Linked DNA regions of Drosophila melanogaster: region 1 is linked to region 2. The links are chromatin contacts, called in public Hi-C maps. All regions are on one chromosome and are shown on one strand. The core of a region is the stretch at or near the end of the contact, and the rest is flanking DNA. Distances in the headings are between cores, read along the strand shown.

Evidence for each region. A called contact is a pair of places that touch in the nucleus more often than the background predicts.
Region 1: a Hi-C map of the Kc167 cell line shows a contact between it and region 2, with 2.5 times the contacts expected there. The contact joins the promoter of Xrp1 here to the promoter of Vti1b in region 2. A contact is called at or near these places in 8 of 107 Hi-C or Micro-C datasets (the D17-c3 cell line, the Kc167 cell line, the ML-DmBG3-c2 cell line and 4 more).

The regions. Positions count from the first base shown.
Region 1 is chr3R:18,911,271-18,916,899 of dm6, forward strand. It overlaps Xrp1 (Xrp1,), which reads left to right and starts at 3,698. Exons shown (of 5, transcript NM_142504.4): 1 at 3,698-4,655. Sgsh (N-sulfoglucosamine sulfohydrolase) reads right to left here and starts at 1,652. Exons shown (of 1, transcript NM_142503.5): 1 at 1-1,652. The coding sequence starts at 1,564.
Region 2 is chr3R:18,393,546-18,398,832 of dm6, forward strand. It overlaps Vti1b (Vesicle transport through interaction with t-SNAREs 1b), which reads left to right and starts at 3,450. Exons shown (of 3, transcript NM_001275780.1): 1 at 3,450-3,958. The region is part of intron 1 of Vha100-2 (Vacuolar H[+] ATPase 100kD subunit 2); the gene reads right to left.

The DNA of each region.
Region 1 (5,629 bases), core at 2,448-4,947, 520 kb after region 2:
CCACATACTCCTCATACTGACCGAGAATCCTGCGCTTGGGCCGCTGCAACGCCTCGTGGCCCAAGGTCAGACAGACGGGCTGATCCTTGTAGACGCCCTGCTCCTGGAGCACAGCGTGCGGAGCACATCGCCAGGGATCCTTGGTGGCTACCTGCCAGTCGAACAGTTGCTCGCGTAACTGCTTCAGGGTGCCATTGTACTTGGCCTTATCGGCCAGATTGAAACGCTCCAAGGGATCCGTCTTAATGTCGTACAGCTCCCATTCGGGTCGCTGGTAGTACTGCAACAAGGAACGATACCATGGCAGAGTTTGCTTCCTGAGAGTGGCATTCAATATCTGCTGGAATGTGGGTGAAGTGTAAAAGTCCTGGTCGATGGGGAAGTCTGCCCAGTAGTTGATATTATGGATAAGCTTGTAGCGCCTATTGCGCACCATTCTCATGGGATAGGCCATGGTCACCTCGTGGTAACTGTGACTACCGAACACCGAATCGCTCTCCTTGATCGGAGGTTCCTCCCGCAGTACTGGGAGTATCGATCTGCCAACGATTTTGGTGTCATTCGGTCGGGGAATCTGAAGAGCATCCATTACACTGGGGTATATATCCAAAAGACTGACCATGGCAGCAGTGGCTTCATGATGACGATCCTCCTTATTGGGAGAGCTAATGATCAGGGGCGATCGTATGCCGTGCTCGTAGAGATTGGTTCTGCCTCCGGGAAACGGTGGTCCATTGTCGGAGGTGTAGATCACGAGTGTCTGATCTGCCACGCCGGCTGCTTCTAGCTCCTTCAGCATTAGACCAACTCCCTGATCCAACCTCGAGATGGTCATGTACTGAGCAGCCAGCTCCTGACGCACTACATCCGTGTCGGGCAGCCAGGCGGGCACGTCCAGGTTACGCCAATCGTAGTAGATGGGCTTCCAGTCGGGTATGCTGCCCATTCCCTCCTCTCCGCTGCCCCAACGCTCACAGAATTCTCCAAACTGCGGGGTGATGTGGCCACAACGATGGGGATCATGGAAGCCGACCATCAGGAAGAAGGGTTTCTTTTCGTCCTTGGCCTGCTTGAGAAACTGCCTGGCATACTCCTTCATCCGGGTGATGTTTCTGCCAATCTGGTTGATGGAATGCTGCTCCTCTGTTTGCTCGAAATCGAAACGGAAATTGTTGGCGGCCCCAACATGTTTCTTGCCAATGATGCCGCTCAAGATCCGTCCGCCACTTTGATCACGGATTAAATTGGGCAGCGATCCGGTATCCGGAAGAACATTGAAGTTGTGCACGCCCTGATGGAGTCCATACATTCCGCTGGAGTGACCAGCCTGGCCGGTGAGCAACTGCGAGCGACTGGGACTGCAACTGCTTACCGAGGTGAAGGCGTTGTTGAAAAGCAATCCGCGTTTTGCCAGTGCGTCCAGATTGGGAGTTTGGCAGAATTTGTTCAGATAGGCGCCCGATTCGAAGCCGGCATCGTCAGCCAGAAGCAGCAGGACATTCTGCGGGCCAGCGGAGCAACCAGCAATTAGCCATAGTGTAAAAATCCACTGCAGAAATTGCATGTTGACATAAATCCAGTTCCAAATCCAAATTAAATATATTTGAGAGCGCAGAACAAAGCGATTCTTCAGTCGACGTCAGCGTACTGAAGTACGGCTCAAGAGAGCCGCATACTTTTAAGTGTCCACAAAGCCTCTCATTTCTCCGTTCTCCGTTTAAGACGCATTCAATTCCATTCCCAGTTCCAGTTTTAATCTCATCAACACAACAAATGCTCAGCGGGAGCGCGCCTAGGTACATTCACTTTGCCCGACTTTCTTTGGGAGCGGTTTGACTACAGTCAACACACCATACAGAGAACTAAAGTGTGAGGGTACTGTACAGTCATACGATTAAAGAATCATCATAAATATCAGTGAGATATATCTGAACAGTATAAAAAACAGCACTTCCACAAAAAAAATGTTTCATTTGAAATTTAAAATGCTTTAAAAACACTTTACATTTATAAACCATTAAAACACAGCCAATGAGCTGTTATAAAACATATGTACATTTAACTAGTATATATTCAACTGTATTGTATTGTAACATTTTGTGTACTTTGGTAAATTATAACCCGCCATATAATAATAAGCAGTATTCTTTTGTGACAGACATGGAAATAGATTTAAATCACCAAGAGTTTGGTTTGCATGACTCTGGCCATTAGGTGATCAACACGTTGTACTTTCTGATTTTATCTTGCGCCATGGAGAAGATAAAAGCAGGAACAGTGTCGCCAAATGGAACCACGTCAGGGTGTCAAGGCCAATCGCAAAGTGCAATGCGATTGTATGTTTTGAAAAATTATAAATCTACAAAACAAATGTTCGTTCTGCTTGTTTAGGCTTTTCTGTGTCGAAATGCGCAGTTTCTTCCAGCGACTAAAGAGTTTTCACATTGGGTGAGCTCATCTTATGTAAGTGGACAACCCCCAAAATGAATCATCGGCCGGCTAATTTAAGCCAGCCAGCCAGCTACAGTTTAAGCCACCCCCTTTTTGCCCTGCACCGGTGTGAAAATTTCGCCCAACATGTTTAACAACACTATGAGTTTTCCAAAAGTTGTGGCAACATGTTGCCAAGAGATTTTCGCAGTCTCTGGCAACAAGCCAACAATACGAATCAGCTGGGCCAGACTAAAACAGCTGTTGCAACGTGTGGCAAGTGTTGCATCAGCCAATCTCAACCAGCGAGAGAGAGTTTCACTCACGTGGAGAGAAAGAGTGCGAATCTGTATTGTTTGTTGTTGCTGCATGGCAGGCTGCCAAACCAGTTGCCCTATACCTTTTGGAGCGGACATAGGTGACATATGTAACCATAAATACTTACATTTACATTAAAAATCCTGTGAATGATCATATGAATATAAATGAATATTTAGGCGCGAAAAAATACGCAAAGTATTGAACTATACTTAAGTTTCGCGGCTTTTTATTAAATACCAGTTTATTAACCCTTTGTGAGCAAACATAGTTGCTATTACTTACAACCTTAATATCTACGTTTCTAAATTATCTGGGTGCAGAGTAAAATTTATTCTTTTTTTTTAGCTTCTCTTATCTATTGTAGCCAATTTAGACCGAAATGCTATCTGTGCAATTTTCAGACTGTCGCTAGCCAAATAATATGAACGGCTATGAATAATCTGTCTGCGTTTTGCACAGTTTATTGAAAATATATATATTTTTTGTTATATTAACTTAACTGTGTTGTATGTAATACTTTGCCTCAAGTTAATAGCACATGGAAATTTTTTTTTTTCAGAACTTAAATCAGTTGATGCTAATGCATTGTTTACACCTTTTTCAGCTGCTTTCAACCAGCTAAGGGTTTTAGAGTAGAGTAGTATCTAAGAAGTAGAGGCACCCACTTATCCGAGTGGCCCATCCTCCGCATCACAAAAATAATGAGAGAAAAAGATCCCCGCGTGGAAATGTTTTGGGGGCACGGCCATAGAAAATAGACACAGCAGCTGAGAGAGCGCGTGTGTGTGAATATATGTGAATATATATTGGTGGTGGGGAAAGGGTATATGGACGGAGCGGTGAATGAAACCGGCAACGACGTCAGCAAAATTATATCAACCCCGGCCAGCGGCTGCCGTCCAGTGCTCGCAGTTGAGTCAGTTAGTAACAATACTTCGTCGCGAACAGAACAACAATTCAGTGAGTCAAGGCAAACGACAGAGCTTTCGGTGTGCAAATCAGCGTGGAATTTGTGAAATTTTCGATACGTGTTTTAGAATCCCATCTTAATGGCATCAAACGCTGAACCTCGTTACAAAGATATCCTATTCATAGAACAGTAATTTCTTTTCGTGTAAAACGTACCAGATAAACTCAACTTTGAGTGCAAAGTTCAGAGTGATTAACAGCCTGAAAAACATTTGCGAGAGACGCAATAAATTGGCGAAAATTAAACAAACAATTTCTATATATACTTCGTATCTCGGTATCTCAGATAACAGTTGTATCTAGATGCTATATAGATAAGCGCTTGTGAACACGAACACTTGACGAGTACATTAAGCATACGCCCGATCTACACAAGTGGTATCACTGAAGCAACAGCTGACCGTACCAAAAAAAAAAAAGAAAAAAAAAGAGAAAAACACTTCAAAGGCATTTTGCCCCAATATTATGTTCGTTCTGCCTGCGGTTGGTGCAACACTAACAGCAACAGCAGTGTCGAGAAAAAGCGGGAAATCCAACATCGCGTCGCCTAAGAACGTCATGCAACATTCGCCTGTCGTTGTCTTCATGTGTGTGCAACATTCGCAGCAGCAGGTTCCCATGCTCAACAACTTTATGTGTATGCGTATGCGCGGCTGGCATAACAATAAGTTTTATTGCAACAATTCAATCAATATCGAGACCTCCACGATCGGCACCGGCACTGGTGGCACTACGGGCACTAAGATCCTACGACGCTCCAAGTTGCTACGAAAGAAGCGTGACTTTAACCGCCGTCGCTTTAGTCGCCGCACTTTCTTTTGAAACCGATTCGAATAAGTCAAATAGTCACCGGAGATAAGGAGCAACAAGGATCAAGATCATATTAGTGCCGTCATCATTGGAACCTGCTCAACGTGGCAGCAACATGATGGAGGGTAAGCAACTACTGGCCACATTTCTCATTTTCCCAAAGCCAGCAACATTTGTTGCCACAACTTTGTTGCTGGCGGTGTCATTGACACTGGGTACACTTCACGTCGAGTATACATAGATAGATGAGGCCACCTACCTATAGGCCTATAGTAATCGTGAACTTTTGTAGGGCGTTGTTTTGATAGGTGTTTTGATTACATGTGAAAACGTGACGCTTAAAATAATAAATTTATATGGGGTTTCTAAACCGGATTCTGTCTTATATCTTATTCTATATTATTAGTTAAGTAACTAGTCTTAAATTTTGTATCTTTAGGATGATTACTAAATAATTAATAATGGTGACCTGTTGAGTTACAGACATTCATGCATATATGGTAGGGAAGATACAAAAATCTTTGGCTTTACTAATTTAAAACTTTAGAGACTGAGCACACCGAAACAGCTTAAAAAAACACATTTTTGGATATGCCAGACAACTGCTTGTTGCAAAAAATCACTTTAAACTTAGTCATACACTTTTAGCTACCACCACACTATATTGTATGTACATATGTAGATCACGTTTCAGATAAAAGTGATAAGATAAGATAATCAAATCGAACAAGGAAGGGGCTTTGTAGATCAATTGCTATTCATCTACACATGCAAAACGCCCTACCTTTCCATTCCCATTTCGTGGAATCGAAAAATGCGCACTCATCGTGAAAAGATTGAACGAATCGCTACGTGTTGGCCATTTATTTTGTTAATTTGCCAACTGAGGGCGTCCATTGTTGATGGTCGTCTTCGATATTCCAAGAGCTCGTGCCAGTCGGTGCGCTGCGCAAGATTGTCGTTTGAAAGTCACATATTTTTGCACGCATATGTGGACTGGCATTTAAGCTCCTCAGCTTTGGGGGCTAAAATCAGAGGACGTGGGCAAATAATCAAAATGACCCCCCCCCCCCTTGGTTATATTGTATTTGTGTCTGCA
Region 2 (5,287 bases), core at 2,200-4,699:
CAATGTCGTATACGATAAACAAGTCGCAGCACTGAGGGAAATAGTCTCAGAAAGTGGGACTTTTGCTATGAAATTATATGTTTCAAACGAAATTCAGATCTATCTATCTGTTATTTGTTGAAAAATAATTGTAATATAAAATGAAATTATGTATCTTTTTTACTAATTCTTTTTTATTAATTTGATTTTCTATAGTTTCTCAAAAAATATTCATAAATTTTTTTTCAGTGCTACTTCGCCCGCTATTCAACCCGACATATTTATGTATATACGAATTTTGCCGGCTTGCTCTGCAAATCATTTTATTTATTTGTCTTTCATTTGTTTTCCTCTGCTGCGGAAAGGCAATCACTCTATTTTCAGCTCCATATGGCGCTCGGACCTGGCCGAAACTCAACACATGTTTTGGCTTTCAGTGCGACTAGAGGAGAGTCAATTATTTGAGGATCCAAATATGTATCGGTTGCTCAATTACAACACCTTGTCACGTTCTAGGCCCCTGAGTTTAACTGCTAAATCACGTAACTTCAAACGGATCGTTAAGTGCAAATGAATTTCAAACTCGTGGCGACTCTTCAAGGTCTTTTCCAATCAAATTGAAGATTGCATGAAATGCTAAACAAGGGAAAAGTACCGAAAAGAATGAGAAAACATTTTGGTATACAAAAGGAGTTAAACATTTTAAGAAAGCAGCAGGAAGTGATTCAATGGTTATCGCACTTTCAAAACGATATACGGAGTGGGATCCAGAAAGAAATCATCATATTATGATGGTATATAGTAATTAACGATCTTTGATATGAACAATCGTTAAGATATTCTATTTTTATGGTCTCATTCATTGCTCACATATGTACATATGTCTAGGCGCACCAATTTGGGATAGTACCAGTTTATCTTGACTCATTTCTTACTGCGAGGCGCATGTTGTCCCATGTCCCCAAAATGTCATTCCCTGGAGTTGGTAATCTAGAAGGGTGAGCACTTTGCAAGGCCTTTTTCATCGCAATCTTAACTTATTTGCTTGAGTTATCTCCATACCCGCTGCAAAAGTGTTTACGGCCGAATAAAACAGTTCTTATCGCCCATGTCGACCGTAAATGCATTATTTCTACACTTTCCTTCTCAACTCGAAAAATCTGGCAACATAAGCGCATATATGTATCTGCAGATGAGCTAATATAAATTATGGTTCAGCAAATTAACTGATAATTGTAACATTATCAAGAGCGGACTTCTACCAAAAATCGGTGGATCCAGATAATGCCAGTTATTACTGTTTTTGATTTAATTGAGCGGGTGGACTGGTACATCTGTGGTTGGGCGACATATGGTGACCGCGGGGGAGTGGTGGGGCAGGTCCTGGGAAGGGGCATTGGTCCGTAGTCACCAGTCACCAGTCACCATTCCGGTGTCTGCACTCGAGAGCATTCCGCCATTTCGCTGTGTACACACAGACCACAAACACCAAGGTTTGTTGTGACATCATCGGGCCAAACAGTCAACGACACGGCGACGTCAGCCTCGCACATTATCGAACTTTAATGTCTCCCCCGGATCCCCGAGATCCCTGGATCCCGTCCAAGTGGCCAGTCCCTCAATTCGCGACAGCAGGAAAATTAGCTTTTGCTTTTTGCGGGACACATAAAACGAATGATGTGTTATTTTATATGTGAACACATTTATGCAGAGGTGGCAGGCATTAAGAACAAAACATTGGGCATTTGTTATCGAGGAAAGATATAGTTGAAAAATCTCTATAGCTCTTAGGCTAATTTTTAATATAGCAGTTTAATGTATTTACATTTTTTACTTGTTTTTTAAAGAATCTATCAGTAAAAATGGAATCGCATCATTGGTACATTCCCAAGAATTTCCGGAAGATTTTGCTGAGATTTTACAAGCGTTGAATTACCACTTTGTAAGTTTTGGCATCCCACGTTAATATGAATAGTAAACTCTTGCGATTGCACAAATACATCATAATGTTGAAGAATTGTAAAGCCCCATATGTCATACTATAGAATAAAACCCTTGGGTGGCCGCCAAGACAATTGGACAGGAGCCAGTATGGGGACGTCATTGATATCCATCGACAAACCCAACCCATAGCTATTGGAGGTTCATCAATCATGTGACCAACTAAAGTCGGATGGGTGGAAAAGGGGGCTTGAAACCCGAATTCCTCGAGGTTTCAGCGCGCAACTTCGCTGGGGATTGGAATTGCATATGACTCCCCAATCCGATCCGCGTCTACTCTGAATACATATGCATATGCTCCTCTATCGCCTGTTGCTTCCCATATCTTTCGACCAGTTTCAGCGTTTTTGCTTACATTTTATCAGCTCAGTCAGCATTTATGTAGGTTGACACTTTGTTGTTCTGCTCTGTCGTTTTATAACCAAGAATCGTTGGCTGTCGGCAGTTTGCTAAAAATAGCAGAGTCATGAAATTCGCAGCCTAATTGCTCCTATTATTAATTAGGAATATGGCAAGTTCTCAGCTCGTTAAGGCTCATTTTAGAATGTTTGTCGGGCAATTGTTTTCAACATCTTTATGGCATTATTAAATTACTATTGGCGTGCGCCGAAACAGCAGGTGGGGGAAATCCTTATAGAGCGGGTCTCTCCAATTTAAAGCGGCTACTTGTTAAATTTATAATGCAATTTGGCGGTGTTAACTATTAACGAGGTTAAGTGGCGCAATTTGAAACCACATTTGAAGGATTTCCCATGGTTTAATGGTGTGCATTTTTAAGCACCCTAGTGCACGGCATTTCTAGTACTTGGCTTAATAATAAATGTAAGAACAAACTTATAGACCAATTAGGTTCTAGCAATTTATCAAAACGTTACGACGTGTTGTATTCTTTCTAAGGCGTAGAAAATAGCGAATGGGAAAGCTTCTTATTTATAATTCATTGTTTGAGGTAATTTACTATTGAAGGTTTATCACTTAAAAGCGGAAACAGATATGGCTCAGACTTTAACCTAGGCATTATATGTAGATATGAAACCTATTTACAAGTTTTATATTTCTCTCTGAACTCAAAATAGAATTAATATATAGTATTAAAGATATACTGCTGTGCAATATATAGGAACAAAACTAAGCTTCCAATTATAATAAATGCAATAAATTAGTATAAATTCACATGAAACCCTTACCTCCGCCGACGAGAATTACCTCCAAAACTCGATTGGCTTTAAAAAAAAAACCGGTAATAGAATTGTAACTCGCCTGCTCAAATGTTGTTTAATGATTCAACGAGCGCACTTTCGTTTATAATGAATTCAACCAAAAGTCCAGTTTCCAATTGCGATAGCCCAATATCGCAATATCACAGTTCACACGCACAGCTCGAACACTAAAAAAACACTGAGCCAGCTGAGAGGCAACTGCTAACTGCTAACTGTAAACCAGTTCGACTTCAAAACAACAACTAAGTGCCGTTCGCTCTCTTCGCCTTCTCTTTTCTCTCCCGCTTTCTTCTCTCCACCTCTTCACTGCTTTGCTGGTCAATCTAGCCTTGTGTGCGTGAGTGTGGGTGCGCCTATCACGATGTACAGGTAAACTTTTATTATTACTAAATGTCCAGAAGTCTTTAATTAAAATAATTACTTATTGCGACAATAAGTAAGAAGGTGAAATGTAAGACTTCCCAAATTGCAATAAGAACAATAGCTGTGAGAGCAATAATAATCTTCAGCTTTTATCACTGAGCGGAGCGACATAAGCAAGCTGCACTGTACTTCAGATGCAATGTTGTTGTTTCAGTTGTTGTAGCTGCTCCTTGGCTTTCACACGCGAGTTGTGGGTGAGCCTTAATCACATTTATTCGATGGTGAGTGGAGAAGGAGGTGCTGAGTGGGCGAGGGAGCGGCGCCGAGAGAGCGAACGAGCGGTTGACATTGACAACCCCCCTTTTTTGCTGTTGGGAGCGGGCGCACGCCCATGTGTGAGTAGGCTAATATCGCTACACTTCGAAGTTTCGTTGAATTTGCGCTCTGTTTTGTTTGCTTCTCTCTTTATCGCTCTGCGCTTTGGCTCTCCCGTTCGCTATTTGTTGTTAATTCGAATACGAATATAACTTCTAGTTTTTATGGTGCCTTTGCGCTCGGTTTTATGACAAAACCATTTTTTTTCCACTGCGGGTAATTAAGAACTCGCTGGCACGAATAACCGAACCAATTCAATGTGAATCCACAGTGGAGGCGATCGAGGAACAAAAACAGTCCGCACCATCATTTATTAACGCCAATTGTCAGTTCAATTCATTTTCTTCAACTGCTTCTGTGCGAAGAAACCGTTTCATTGCGTCACAAAGATGATTATGCTCATATATTATCGAACTAATGGGGGGAATTCAAAATTATATAGAGCTGTAAAACAGGAGCCAGCTAATAAATCGGCTAGTATCAACTCCTTATAAATAGCCTCTTTACGCAATACTATTGAATACAGAAAAATAAGCCATCAAAGTCAGCATTATTTGCAGTGTTTGCCGACCACTTCCCCGATAAGCCATACATATAGAGTTACGTAACTGGAGATCGGCGACTCGAGTGGCCGGGCTTTGGCTTTATATAGCTAATTAACTGGACGATCGACCAGGAGCACTTGTGTGCAACTCGGCAAAATACTATACTTCAGATGTGAAATTGCTAGATTTCTAGAATCGATCAGATTTTCCCCATTCATAAACTGGGTCTGCGACTGTGGCTAATCAGCGCAATACTGATTGATCGATTGGAAGTGCCATTGGACAATTTATAGAGCGATCCATAAATCATAATCGACTGGTATTTATTGTGCGCTATTCGCAACTACTCGAGCCCAGCTTTTAGGGTTTCCGTTCCAGCTGGAGATCTTTGTGGGGACGCAAGGCTTCTGGAAACCGAGACCCCGAGAAAAAGATCACATGATAGAACCCCCCCATATGATTATGATGATTGCATAAAACTCGAAAACTCGCGACTTTGCAAAGAGAGCGCGACTCACAGATACTCTGGAGAGTATTATATTCACATGACAAGGGTTCGACTAACACACACACACACTGCGAACGTAGTAGGTGCGTACCTGAGTATCTCAGAGATACTCGGGGCTTACGAAAGAGATAGCGCTACGCGTATCTGCCGCTCTGACTTTAGCTGCGACTTCTGGCAGGTGTTTGCACAATGGGTCCCATGACAGGTGTGCCCCGCAGCCCCCAGTAAGCTCACTTTTCCGACCAGTAGCTGTCAGCAGCCAGCATCACGTGCCAAAGTGCATTCAAATTGGGCTT